2 separate regions of the Rattus norvegicus genome follow, and region 1 is linked to region 2. The links are chromatin contacts, called in public Hi-C maps. All regions are on one chromosome and are shown on one strand. Each heading gives the region's core, a stretch centred on a gene start, on an enhancer-like site or on the middle of the called end of the contact. The rest is flanking DNA. Distances are from core to core; before and after follow the strand shown.

Region 1 (5,889 bases), core at 3,080-5,579, 130 kb before region 2:
CTGAGATTCCTAACTTAAGTCTCTTCAGCAATGACCTATTTGTAGTTAGTACACTACTCAATCTATTGCCGGTGAACATGTTTTCTGGGGCAAAGAAGAGGACAGGAGTCCCCTAGGGAACAGACAACTATGCTAAATAGAAATGTTCACAGGAATCCCAGTGTCTGGGGCCCCGTAGCCACTAAAAATGATTACACAACGGAGCCATGGTCTCATTCCACTTTGGGGATGGAAACTGTTAAACATTTGAACACAATAACTGGGACCACGGAGTGTCCAGGGTGGGGATGGGGGGAATCCTAACATCTGAGGACAGGTTCCCAAGCCTTTAGACAGTCGCTGGGCCAGGCCACCACCAGGGTTCCCAGCAGAGCATAAGCACGCCTGCGTCTCAGCCTCCCAGGAGTTCCAGAGGAGAAGGTTGAGCGTTTGAGTGTCCATGGCAACCAGACGCATCCGCCTTCTGAAAGCTTACACTCCAAAGCTTGTTGTGAGCTACCCATCCCGGTGGGAGGGACCTGGGCCGGGAGCACTGATGGGGGAACGAAGGGGAGGGGGTGGGGGTCAGGGAAGCTTCTGGAAAAACACTTGCCTTGATGTAAACTAAGAAATAATTGGTTCAAGGCTCAGCACAAAGGGATCTTTGCGGTGCACAGGGAAGGAAGGATGCCTCTGGAGGTGGTGGTGGAGCTCCAAATCCGGGCGGTAAGACACCTGCTAGCCAACCGCGTTAACCCCAAGTTCTCCTTTGCTTACTCCGCACATTCCTTTCAGGACAGATCTGTCCTTCCGTCCCTAAGATTCCTCACATTTCTCCCTTGGACCGCTTAGCCTTTAAACTCAGTTCAATCTATTCTGTCTTTCACTTTTCTTTCCAAAACCAACGTGTTTCTTGGCTTCTTTAAAACAATCCTGACTTCGGTTCCAGCAGGATTTTGGTTTTAAAAATGCTTTGTGAAAGAATTTAAATTTTTTTTAAGTAATCAACGATTATATCATTTTTAAAAATCTCCACCTTTGACATTGTTCCCTTAGCTTCGGATTGCCAGTTTCAGCAGGGTAACCAATCTAACGATAAACACTCTGTAATAACCCACCAACTCCTTAAACGAGGTGCAGGGGCACAGGTGACTTTGCTGTCCCCATTCGGGAGTCAGCCATTCCTCTTGTTTTGCTCTCCTGTCCTCCAAGACTGGCATGGGCAGTTTAGACCATAGTTACATAGTGAGTGGATGCTAACAGGATATGGCATGGAAACTCGGCTAGACGCTGTGCAATCAGTAAACTGTAAGGTTTCCCTGAATGGATAGAAATGCAAGGAAAACGAGAGGGTCCTGTCCTCGTTTTGGTTCCATTTTGCTGAGTTTTCAGTTGGGCTGTATCAATTTCAAGTGCTCAGGATGAGGAAGGAATCCACAAGAAGCCGAGTGATCTCTCTCACGGCAAAGCAGAAATGAAAGACTTCACCTCAGACCATTTAACATTACCAGTTAATTTATTTTGATATTTTTTAAAAGGTATCCGTCATTGTACAATTAATTAACATAGAAATCAGTTTTTACTCGAGAGAATTTAGGATTACTCATGAAGTCGGATAAATTGATCTCATCTGTATTTTAAAAGCCACCAAACTCAGGTCCCAGCAAACAAAACATGGGATTTCAGAAGTGCAACTAGAAACTAGAAGGTGGGCCCTCAGTTAGTAGACTTGGGGACACTATAAGAACAGTCACTTTCAAATGTCTGGCTTGAATTGTTATAATGAAAAACCATCTCCAAAAGTTTAAACAACACACTCAGACCTCTTAGAACCTCACAGCTTAGCAGATCTGGTAAGGGAAGAGGTAGTCTGTGTTTAGGTTGTTGTGGGAATGTGATAACTGTTTTATTTATCGAAGGAGCTGTTCCTGGTGGTGTGCCTGACCCCCACTTGCAAAGGTCCTAAACCTAACCCTACTTCCTCCAGCGGAGAACCAGTTTCTCACTATTTTCCACAGTCCTGTCCATCCACATCCTTGAACATTAGACCATAGTCTACAGTCCTTTTTTCGAATGCCAGAACAACTGGGCAGTAAGATTATCCGATGACGCCACTTCCACCAGTGATTTAAAGGCTTTCTTTCCAGACACAGCAGCATTTACAGATTTAATGAACAAACCCTCTTTGGTCTTTCTAGGTCAGACAAATAGAGTCTACCATATTATTTGGTCATCTTTGGTCTTATGAGTGGGGGAATCACCATGAATGAACAGCTTTCAATGTAAACAGAAATTTAAGAGTTATACCTATTGCTCACGAAGAGCAATAGGCTCTCCTGAAAAGTTTCAAGTTAAGTCCTGTTACCTAAAATGAGCTGGATACAGCGAAGTGGGACTGATAGGAAAAGGAGGACACAGTCATCCTTGTGGTGCACAGGAAAGCTATGAAGACGCACAGAAAAGAACCACATCGCTCTTCAATGTTTTACTTAACTGAGGATCATTTGCTGTACTCAGTAGACATGACAGACAGCAGGGCTTCATTTCCTGTCCCCGGCCATTGCTGTCTGTGGACAGCCTCCACCCAAACTCTTAAGTTCCCCTGACTCTCCCGGGCAGGTCAGCTTCTTGCCCTCCTGGCATGCTACTTGTCAACAGGATTGGGGAATGAAACAGTAGTCTCATACTTACATTTCTGTGGGAACCTTAGACAAGCCCACCTTTTGAGTATGTCTTCTTCGACATCTCGGCTTGTTCTATGAATGCTAAAAGATAACATGAAAGCGCAATGGGAAGTAAATATCTAAAGACCGTTCGAGAGGTACAGGGAGAAGAAAGGCAAGTACTTTGTGGAACCTCTTTTTACTACCAAGTCCTCGAAGGTGGGAGAGCTTAAGGAATCAGGATAAAGAAAAAGCTCCAAGGACGGCAACAGATGTTCAGAGGGTAAACTGGAAAAAAGAACTCTGTCTTGAACTTTAAAAATACTGTTTAAAATCTACCGCAGGTCAAGGGCTGGGAATAGCACATGGTTTAGCTAGTGGCTCTTAAAATTCAATTTACAAGTGATAACATCTTTTTTTTCTTTGGCGGGGAAGGAATTACTCATTAACACTATTCGGTCAACTTTAAGTAAATAGCAAAAAGTATAATCAGCCAGCTTGATTTGTTTGCAGCTGTCTTGTGGATAAACAGCTGTCGAATACATACAGAATAGGCTTTGTTTCTCTAGTATGGCCGTGTTCAGTAATAGCCTGCATGTGCTCCGGTCTAGGAACATTTCAAGACAGTGGGGTCCCAGAATTCTCAAAGGCGCCTAAAATGTCTGAGGGACAACTGGATGGCTCTGGCTTAGGTCAGAATCCTCGAATGCGGAGTCCTTCAGACCTCGTGGTGCCAACAATCAATGAGATGGGGTCACTGTTGATTCCACAGTACAAAAAGAACTGGAACATTGAGGGGTGACAGCCAGCAATAATCCACAATGCTGTACTGCATGTAGCCCAGGAAAAAGCCAAACGCCACATCAGTGACGTTGTGCCGCCCAAGCATGACCCTGGAGAGACCCAAGACGAAGGCCCACAGGACCACCAGCACCCTCAGTGGAATGGCCAGTACCAGGTGGTTCAGGATGAACCGCGACACCAGGGCGGCCCTCGTGGCATGACCCGAGGGAAAGGAGTACTTGTCCACCGAGAGGGTGAAAAACATGTCCATCTGATTGTGCGCCGGTCGGCGCCTGCGGACCAACCCTTTAATCACAGCCACCAGCAGTAGGTCCAACAGCAGGGCGAAGAGCAGGTTCATCAGCACTTCGCGCCCGGCCCAGCTGTCGCTCCTAAGCAGGCAGTAGAGGGTGCCCAGCAACCAGGGGATGCCATGTCCTGAGATCTCCAGCAGCTTCATCAGGGGCCGCACGCTGCCCCAGGCCGAGCTCTCCCCAGCACACACCCCCAGCTTCTTGGACAGCCACAGGTCGATGGCCAGCAGGGAGCGCAGGGCGATGCCCAGGAAGGACGGGTTCAAGTTCATGCCGGCGTCCTCCGGCGGTGGGGCAGGAGCTACTTGTGCAGGGCACGCGGCAGCCAGCGGGAAGGAGCCGCGCCGGTGCACCGGGCTGTCGGACGCGCGCAGCCGGGCGCAGGCGGGGTCCGCGCCCGAGCGGCAGCTCAGCAGCGACTGGAACTCGAACCTGCCGCTGCCGCCGCCGCCGCCGCCGTGGGCCGGGCTGCCCGGGACGCTGCTTCCGCCCGAGGAGCCTAGCGGTCGTCCCTCGATAGTCCTCCGGGGGCTCGGCATCGCGGCGGGCGGCCGGTCCCAGGGACCGGGCCAGACCGGAGACAGGCTTCCTGGCCCGGCAACCTCTTCCGCTTCCGCACTGCCATCCCGGAGGGCGGGCCGAGGAGCCGCAGAGCACGATTGTGACACCTGGCGGAGACGTGGGAGGGAACCCGGAGAGCCAGCTTGAGAGAGGTGGGAGGATGGAGAAGCTGGGAAGTGCAGGTGAAGGACACAGTGATGGCGTCATTTCAGAGCTATGGGAGGTTAGGATAAACAGCCCCGCTGCAAAACAAAAGCAAAAACAAAAACAAAAAATCTGATTTCCTTCCTCCTCTTTTTAAGATTTCTTGCCCAGGAGTGTTCCTGCCGGACAAGGAAGTTGTGTACCTTGGAGTCTACCTTCTGAATCAGTACCTGGAGACAGACTGCTTTCCCTCTGTGTTCCCTATTGTGATTCAACAGAGCATGAGGTTTGAAAAGGTGATTTTGACTTCTCAGTGGGTTTTGCTGACTGACGCCAGTTTGACAGTCATTATAAAGGATAGGGGTTTTGTACATCTTATTTCCCTTTTTAACACAGTGTAAAAAGCACAAAGCGGCCTTGAGGCAGAAATCGCAGTTTGGAAGTCTTGCTTTTTTGCTATGCAGGCCTGAGCCAAGTTCTGTCAATTGAGTGCTAAATACCCTGGTGGATGCTTTCTATTCTGGGAAGTCCCATGGCATTTTCTAACTAGAGCAGAGAGCGTTTCTGAATGTTCTGGGAGGTGTTAGAGACAGTTAGTTGCATTGCATTTATGAAAGGGGCTATTAATAAACTGCAGATCTTCCGAAAAACTTTCTTAAGCTCGGAAAAATAAATCTATAACCAAATCAGCTATACCTGGTTATTGAAAGTCTGTAGCTAAATAAGAAAGCTGTTCATATTTTCTGAGTTTGTCTTAAGTCATGTGCGTGTTATACAACCACAGTAATAGGGCTAGATTCTATTCCAATGCATGCAGTCGTAATTGGAAAAAACACTGGCCAGGGCTCCCCACTGCAGTACACTGTAGACTATTCGAACAACACCCTAAGGTTTTGGTTTTGGATTTGGAGATGAAATTGGAGTAATTTTTAGTTAACCTAATGGTTTTGTCCAGTGTCTCTAAGGTGGGCTTTTAGGGCGAGGGAAGACTGAGGGAAGACCGCGTCACATCCATTCCAAAGTCTGGAAGATGCTTTCCAGAAACCCACCTATCTCTTTCCAATCCAAGGATGAAAGAAACAATGAAGATGGTAACATTTAAAAGAATAGCAGCCTGTGCGTTTGAAAAGGCCAGGCCGGTCGGGGTAGAAGAGTAAATGGTTATTATCCCGGAAAATACAGTCAGAACCCAGATGATCCTACTGGCCATATGTGGGTGATGGACGTGGTGTGAAGTAGATAAGTAGGTGCTAAAAATGAAGAGTCCCCCCCCCCCAACCAACATTTCCCCCACTCATCAGTTCCTGGCCCTGTACAAGACTTCTAAGATAGAAATGTAAGAAGTGCATAGAGACAAAATTGTGCAAACAGGGTATGACACATCCGTGAACACCTTGGACACTTAACCTAACCCGACCTCCTCTGTGTTTTAAAAGGAGAATGAT
Region 2 (5,245 bases), core at 2,255-4,754:
GTAGATTTCTCCACTGAAAGCCTGGAGGGAGATGACACTTCCTGTTGTGAGGAATCCACAGGAATCTCCCCAATTCTGTAACCTTCAGTATTTTCATGGCTGAATTCTCACACAGAGGAATTCTCCCTGGACATAATTCCCACTAAGAACACAGCATTTCTTCCTACTGACTTTATGCCTGTTGAATGAGTTGGGAATTAGTCCGTGGGATATAAAACAAAGTCATCAGCTCTTCCTGTTCTCTCTTGTAAACATGGAGAATATTACAGAGCCTGGTGTTAGTTTTGATAACGAAGCTTGCCATCAAAACCCTTGAGTCACTATAAACTTCGAATTATAGACTGGACAGGAGGCAGAACCGAGATGTAAGTCCAAAATAAAATATTCATTTTCTCCTATTTAAAGTCACACTTTCTTCAATGTAGCATTTACTGGATGCCTATTGTATGCCAGCCACAAACTGGGTATTTCCACATTATCCTAATCACTCTGGTCACGAATGTCTGAAGTTTTTAAGAAGAAGGAACTGAGGGTCCTGGAGACTAAGTAATGTGTCTGTCTAGAGAGCAGCACTCGGACTCCGTCCAGGGCTCCTGACCAGGCACCGTGCTTATTCTCTTATACTGTGGGATCGGGGAATGTCTACCAGAGTTACAGTGAACCCAATTAAAATGATACCATTCTCAGAATTTCGTAGAGTTTCACAGAAGTTATCAAAGACAATCACCTATTTAATTCTAACCTGGCGAATAAGGAATTGTTAAACGTTTATCTCAAAGCATCTCCTTGGCCATTAAATCCAAGTGAATACCACACATCTAATGAAAGTGAGCTTTCATTGTACTTTCCCTCAAAAGCTTTATCTTAGAAACTCAGAGGTTTTAAGCAAACACACACACACACACACACACACACACACACACACAGAGTTTTCTGAAACAGTCTCATATAGCTCAGGCTAGCCTCAAACTCACTATGTAGTTGAGACTGACCTTGAACACCTGATCTTCCTACTTCTACATACAGGCTTGTACCACCTTGCTGGTGTATGTGTGTGGTGGGGGTGAGGACTTTGCTCTTAGTTTCACTAACCAAAATATTTCACATAGTCATAGCTGCTGACTTATTTTTCCATGGATAGAGTCAGAAGATTTCACTAAGGAACTAACTGCATTTAACATTTTTTGTTGTTTTTTTTTTTTTTTTTAATGTCTACATTGACTCCCAAAAGAAGGCTTTGTGAGAGCTCTGGTAATTTTGCTCGATCAATTATGGCAGTTGTAGAAAAACTGACCATTCCCAACCTAGAAAGGGCTAACGGATACCTAGGACGAGTGGTTAGGATTTCATTGCTTGTTAAACAGGCTAGCCAGTGTAGTCTGAGCAAAGGTAGGTAGGAGTTTTCACTCAGAGCAAAGGTTCTTGGAGTGGCAAAGAGGAGGACCCCAGCAAGTGCCTGCTTGAGCACCCTGGTGGTATTCTAAGCAGGAGACCTCTCATACAGATGGCAACATGCCGGAGTCTGTCCCACGCTCCTCCTGAGGAGCAAGGGACTGACTGGTATGACCTCAGCAGGGCACTTATAATTTTAAATGGTGAATTTATGGCTCAAACTAAATACCAGAATCGAGTTTCTGTGGCTCACCAGCACTGATTCCAGGGAAAGAGGTCCGCCTGAGACCACAGGCCATGAGACCACAGGCCATGCCTGCAAAATAAGAGGAAAGCCTTCCTTGACGTGAGGATGGTGCTTATGCAAGCGGTCCAAGGGCCAGTGAGTAACCGCTAGGCTTCCTTTCCAGAGCAGGCTCTGGTGAACTGGTGAACTGTGGGGCACCAATACTCATGCCAGCTGCTGGTGGGAAGGAAGCACTTGGTGACCAAGCAGGACCTCTGCAGTGCCTAGGGCTGCAGACAGAACTGGGAAGGACCCACAAGCTTTGGTCACCTCCAGGGCTTTCAAAACAGATTTAAAAATAAATTCTGTATCCATCATAGGGAAAACAAACAAGTCCATGTCTTCCAATCCATCCACTGTCTTGGTAAGAGCTGTTATTTACATGTGGTGCATGATTAACCTTCCCCCAAATGCCCTAAACCACTTGGCACTGGGGAAAGTGAACACTAGTGGGTTCTTTTGCACTCCTTCCCTCCCACAAACGTCCTCTGTTAATACCATTCAGGATGTTACTTATTTACTAGAAGCCTGACTTCCCTTCGCATAAGGTTCTGGGGGAGCCCATAGGACACCAAGGACTCCATTAACTTCCAAAGAGATTTTATTTTTGACGGGGAAGACCTTGGAGGGGAGCAGACAACACCAAGTTTTTTCCAAGAGCAATGTGCAACGCCCAGGGTAGAGAAGGGGCTGCCCCTCTTCACATTCCAGCAGAGGCAGCTGCAATTTCCAGACAGAGGGTGGAGCCTGCCTGGGAATCCACTTTCCCTCAAGGTGCACCTGCCCTCACCGGCTGGACAACCCCACCACCGGAGGTGTGAAGACCCGCAGGGTCCCCACCCTACAGTACACTGTGCAGTGAGTTCAAGTTACAGAGACAACCTGGCCAGAAAACGAGATTCTAAACATAAGAAACTCAAACCTCTGAGCAATGGCCCAGACATCTACCTAGTCCCAGCCCAGCGGTATGGCAGGCATGGGCCACTTAAACACACGCGAGTGTGAAAACAAATAAAAGCAGCTTATATTTTAGTAGAAAAATGTGGTGAGCAGGTAGTCCCGGAGGAAGAAGGGGGCTGGGTTCTCTTAGCGTTGGTTCCCTGTGGCCTCAGTGAGCCACAACTGCTGGCTCAGAAATCAGGCGTGATCTATCTGATTAGAGAGGTATCCTACAAGAAGATACCTCTCCCCTGCTTCAATATTCCCAAGGTCTCCACCATCTCGCAGGCCCAGATGTCTCTTTAAATCCGACGGAGAACAGTAATTCACACAGTCGCGGTCGGGCACGAAGGTAATGGTGACGGTGGTGGTGTGCGCGTATGGTGGGAACAGTTAAGGATGAAGATCAAATTAAACCCCGCTTAACCCGGCTCCTTTCCAAAGGACCCCTTGTCCACCTTTCAATCCCCTCTGATCATTTTGGAAAAAGCAGAGACAGCAGCTCGCGGAGCACCAGAATGGAGGGGGGTTGTGAGGGTTGGCTAAGAACACTGTTCCCCCCCTCGTGAAACGAAAGCGCTCGGGTTGATCCTGAGCTTGGGGGCCCAGTGCCGGAGAACGCAGGCAGCGCGCGCCACGCCGAGCCCACCCGGTCCCGCACGCGGCCTGGCCCCGGCACGCGCCTAGTGCCCCCGCGCGCGACTCACCCAGTACCACGGCGGCCACGGTGGAGAGCAGCAGCCAGTGATTCCGCAGGAAGCGGCGCCAGTCGCATCCCGAGCTCGTGGGCTTCCCCATGATGGGCACCGGCGTTTGTGAGGAATCGGGGAGCGCGGCGGATGTGGGATGAGGGATGCAGGGCACGGTGGAGACACAGCGCACGGGCCGCTGTCAGAGCTGCCACTGCCGCTGGGGACCGAGCACCGTGGTTTTGCGTGCTCGCAAAACCGGCTCCTCCCGCCGCCGTTCGCTGCAGCGACCAGGCCAACCAGCGAGGCCGAGGGCGGAGCGTCCGGGCGGGGTGGCGAGCGTAGGGCGATCAGGTCCCCCTGGGCTCCGGGTCGAGGCTTCCCGTCGGAGGAGTTTCTGACCCTCTGCGATTTCACACCAGTCTCCTTGGGGAAGCACCGCCCTGGGCGTGTGCGAAGGAATTTGATATGGGACACATTTTTGCCCTGGGCCTCAAGCCCCAGAGCCACAAGAAGAGACACACAGTGTGACTTCAGAGCAGTTTTGGGGATTTTTTTTTTTTTATCCCCCAGGTGATCTCTGATATTCCCCGCGGGATTTTTTAATTCTCTGAATCGAGGATCAGACGGATCTGCCGGAACCCAGGCCTGGTTGTACACCTTGCGCGTGGGCGTGGTCATCTCTTGCACAACTTAACAAGTGCACCCCTAGGGACTTGCCTTGTGGCCATTACTGGGTAATTAAAGTTAAGAACTGGCCTGGCTGCTGTGGGACGGTGGGCGGGCCCATTCTATCCCCAAGGCCAAATACCTTACAGGGTGTAGCTAGAGAATCTGGGTTAGTGTGGCTGCACACACTTCGATAACTGAATTTCTTACTCTGTTTTTACTCTTACCTTGCCCTTAGCTTACCATTATCTTAACTAAGTGAGCCCCATGTAGCATTATGGGGTTTACTCTTTAGTTGGCTGTCAGGGGACTCTCCTTGTCTAGATTACTTGACCACTAGAATTCCCCAATTAGAGTATCTTTTGGTTAAAAGTGATTTTTTTAAAAACCCTTCAAAAGACAATAGATTAAGCTTAATTAACCATTCACATTATACTATGAATGGTCTCATCTCCTTTCCCAGAGTTAAGCTTTCAAAAGAAAAAAAGGTCAGGAGAGAGGAAACTCAAGATTCCTGGTTTCTCAGGGTAGAGCTGGAAAGAAAAATTCCCGAGGTGGGCAAACTATCAAGAAAAAGATTCACTCTACAGGAAGGAGGAGGAGGAGGAGGAGAAGGAGGGGGAGAGGGGAGGAGGAGGGGGAGGGGGAGGGGGAGGGGGAGGAGGAGGAGGAGGAGACCTCCAAATGAAAGAAACAAGATCAGCCATTTGAAGTCTACAGAAAGGAAACTAAGTACTCTTAGTACGGTGGGGTAATTTTAAAAAAAATGTTTAAAACTGTATGTATAATTTGATCGTGTGTATGTAAAAATAAATCTATAAAACCTAGGCATGTACTTAAAGAAGACTCAATGAAGTACACCAGGGTTCCATAGTGGTGTGCCATGTTTTTGTGTTTTCTCTTCCCAGCGTCCTGTGGGGTGGGGTGTCTGCCATTGCTGTGCTCCAGTGCACTCCACTGTATCTGTAAGGCTAACCTGCCCTGGAGATAGGAAGCCCGTGGGAGCAGAGAGGAGGGACCTTGTCTGCCTCTCAGCCTTTGCTTCTGCAGCGGAAGAACTTACCTTCAATCCCTGATCTGCCCACTACCGAGGTAACTTTGAACCAGTCCATTAAAGCTGAAGCGTCAGAGCTGATCTGTGACGTGGGTGCTCCTGGGGTTTTGTGGAAGCTGTGAGAATCAAACAGGATGCTTGCCCTACCTTCATCTTTCTGATGGGCAAACCTAGGCACAAGGGAGTTAAGAACGGTGCTGAGAAGAGGAGAAGGAG

The links. Hi-C and Micro-C count contacts between places; a contact is called where the count stands out from the background.
Region 1: a Hi-C map of Schwann cells shows a contact between it and region 2, with 4 times the contacts expected there. The contact joins the promoter of Plpp6 here to the promoter of Slc1a1 in region 2. A contact is called at or near these places in 2 of 12 Hi-C or Micro-C datasets (Schwann cells and mammary epithelial cells) and 1 of 1 datasets of contacts at active chromatin or transcription factors (oligodendrocytes).

Annotation. Positions count from the first base shown.
Region 1 is chr1:236,091,082-236,096,970 of GRCr8, reverse strand. Plpp6 (phospholipid phosphatase 6) reads right to left here and starts at 4,329. Exons shown (of 1, transcript NM_001034854.1): 1 at 1,477-4,329. The coding sequence starts at 4,278. The coding sequence ends at 3,397. Spata6l (spermatogenesis associated 6-like) reads left to right here and starts at 545. Exons shown (of 13, transcript NM_001014165.1): 1 at 545-705; 2 at 4,603-4,740. The coding sequence starts at 667.
Region 2 is chr1:235,961,714-235,966,958 of GRCr8, reverse strand. Slc1a1 (solute carrier family 1 member 1) reads right to left here and starts at 3,504. Exons shown (of 12, transcript NM_013032.3): 1 at 3,325-3,504. The coding sequence starts at 3,415. LOC102546345 (a long non-coding RNA gene) reads left to right here and starts at 3,858. Exons shown (of 5, transcript XR_001836129.3): 1 at 3,858-4,043; 2 at 4,884-5,067.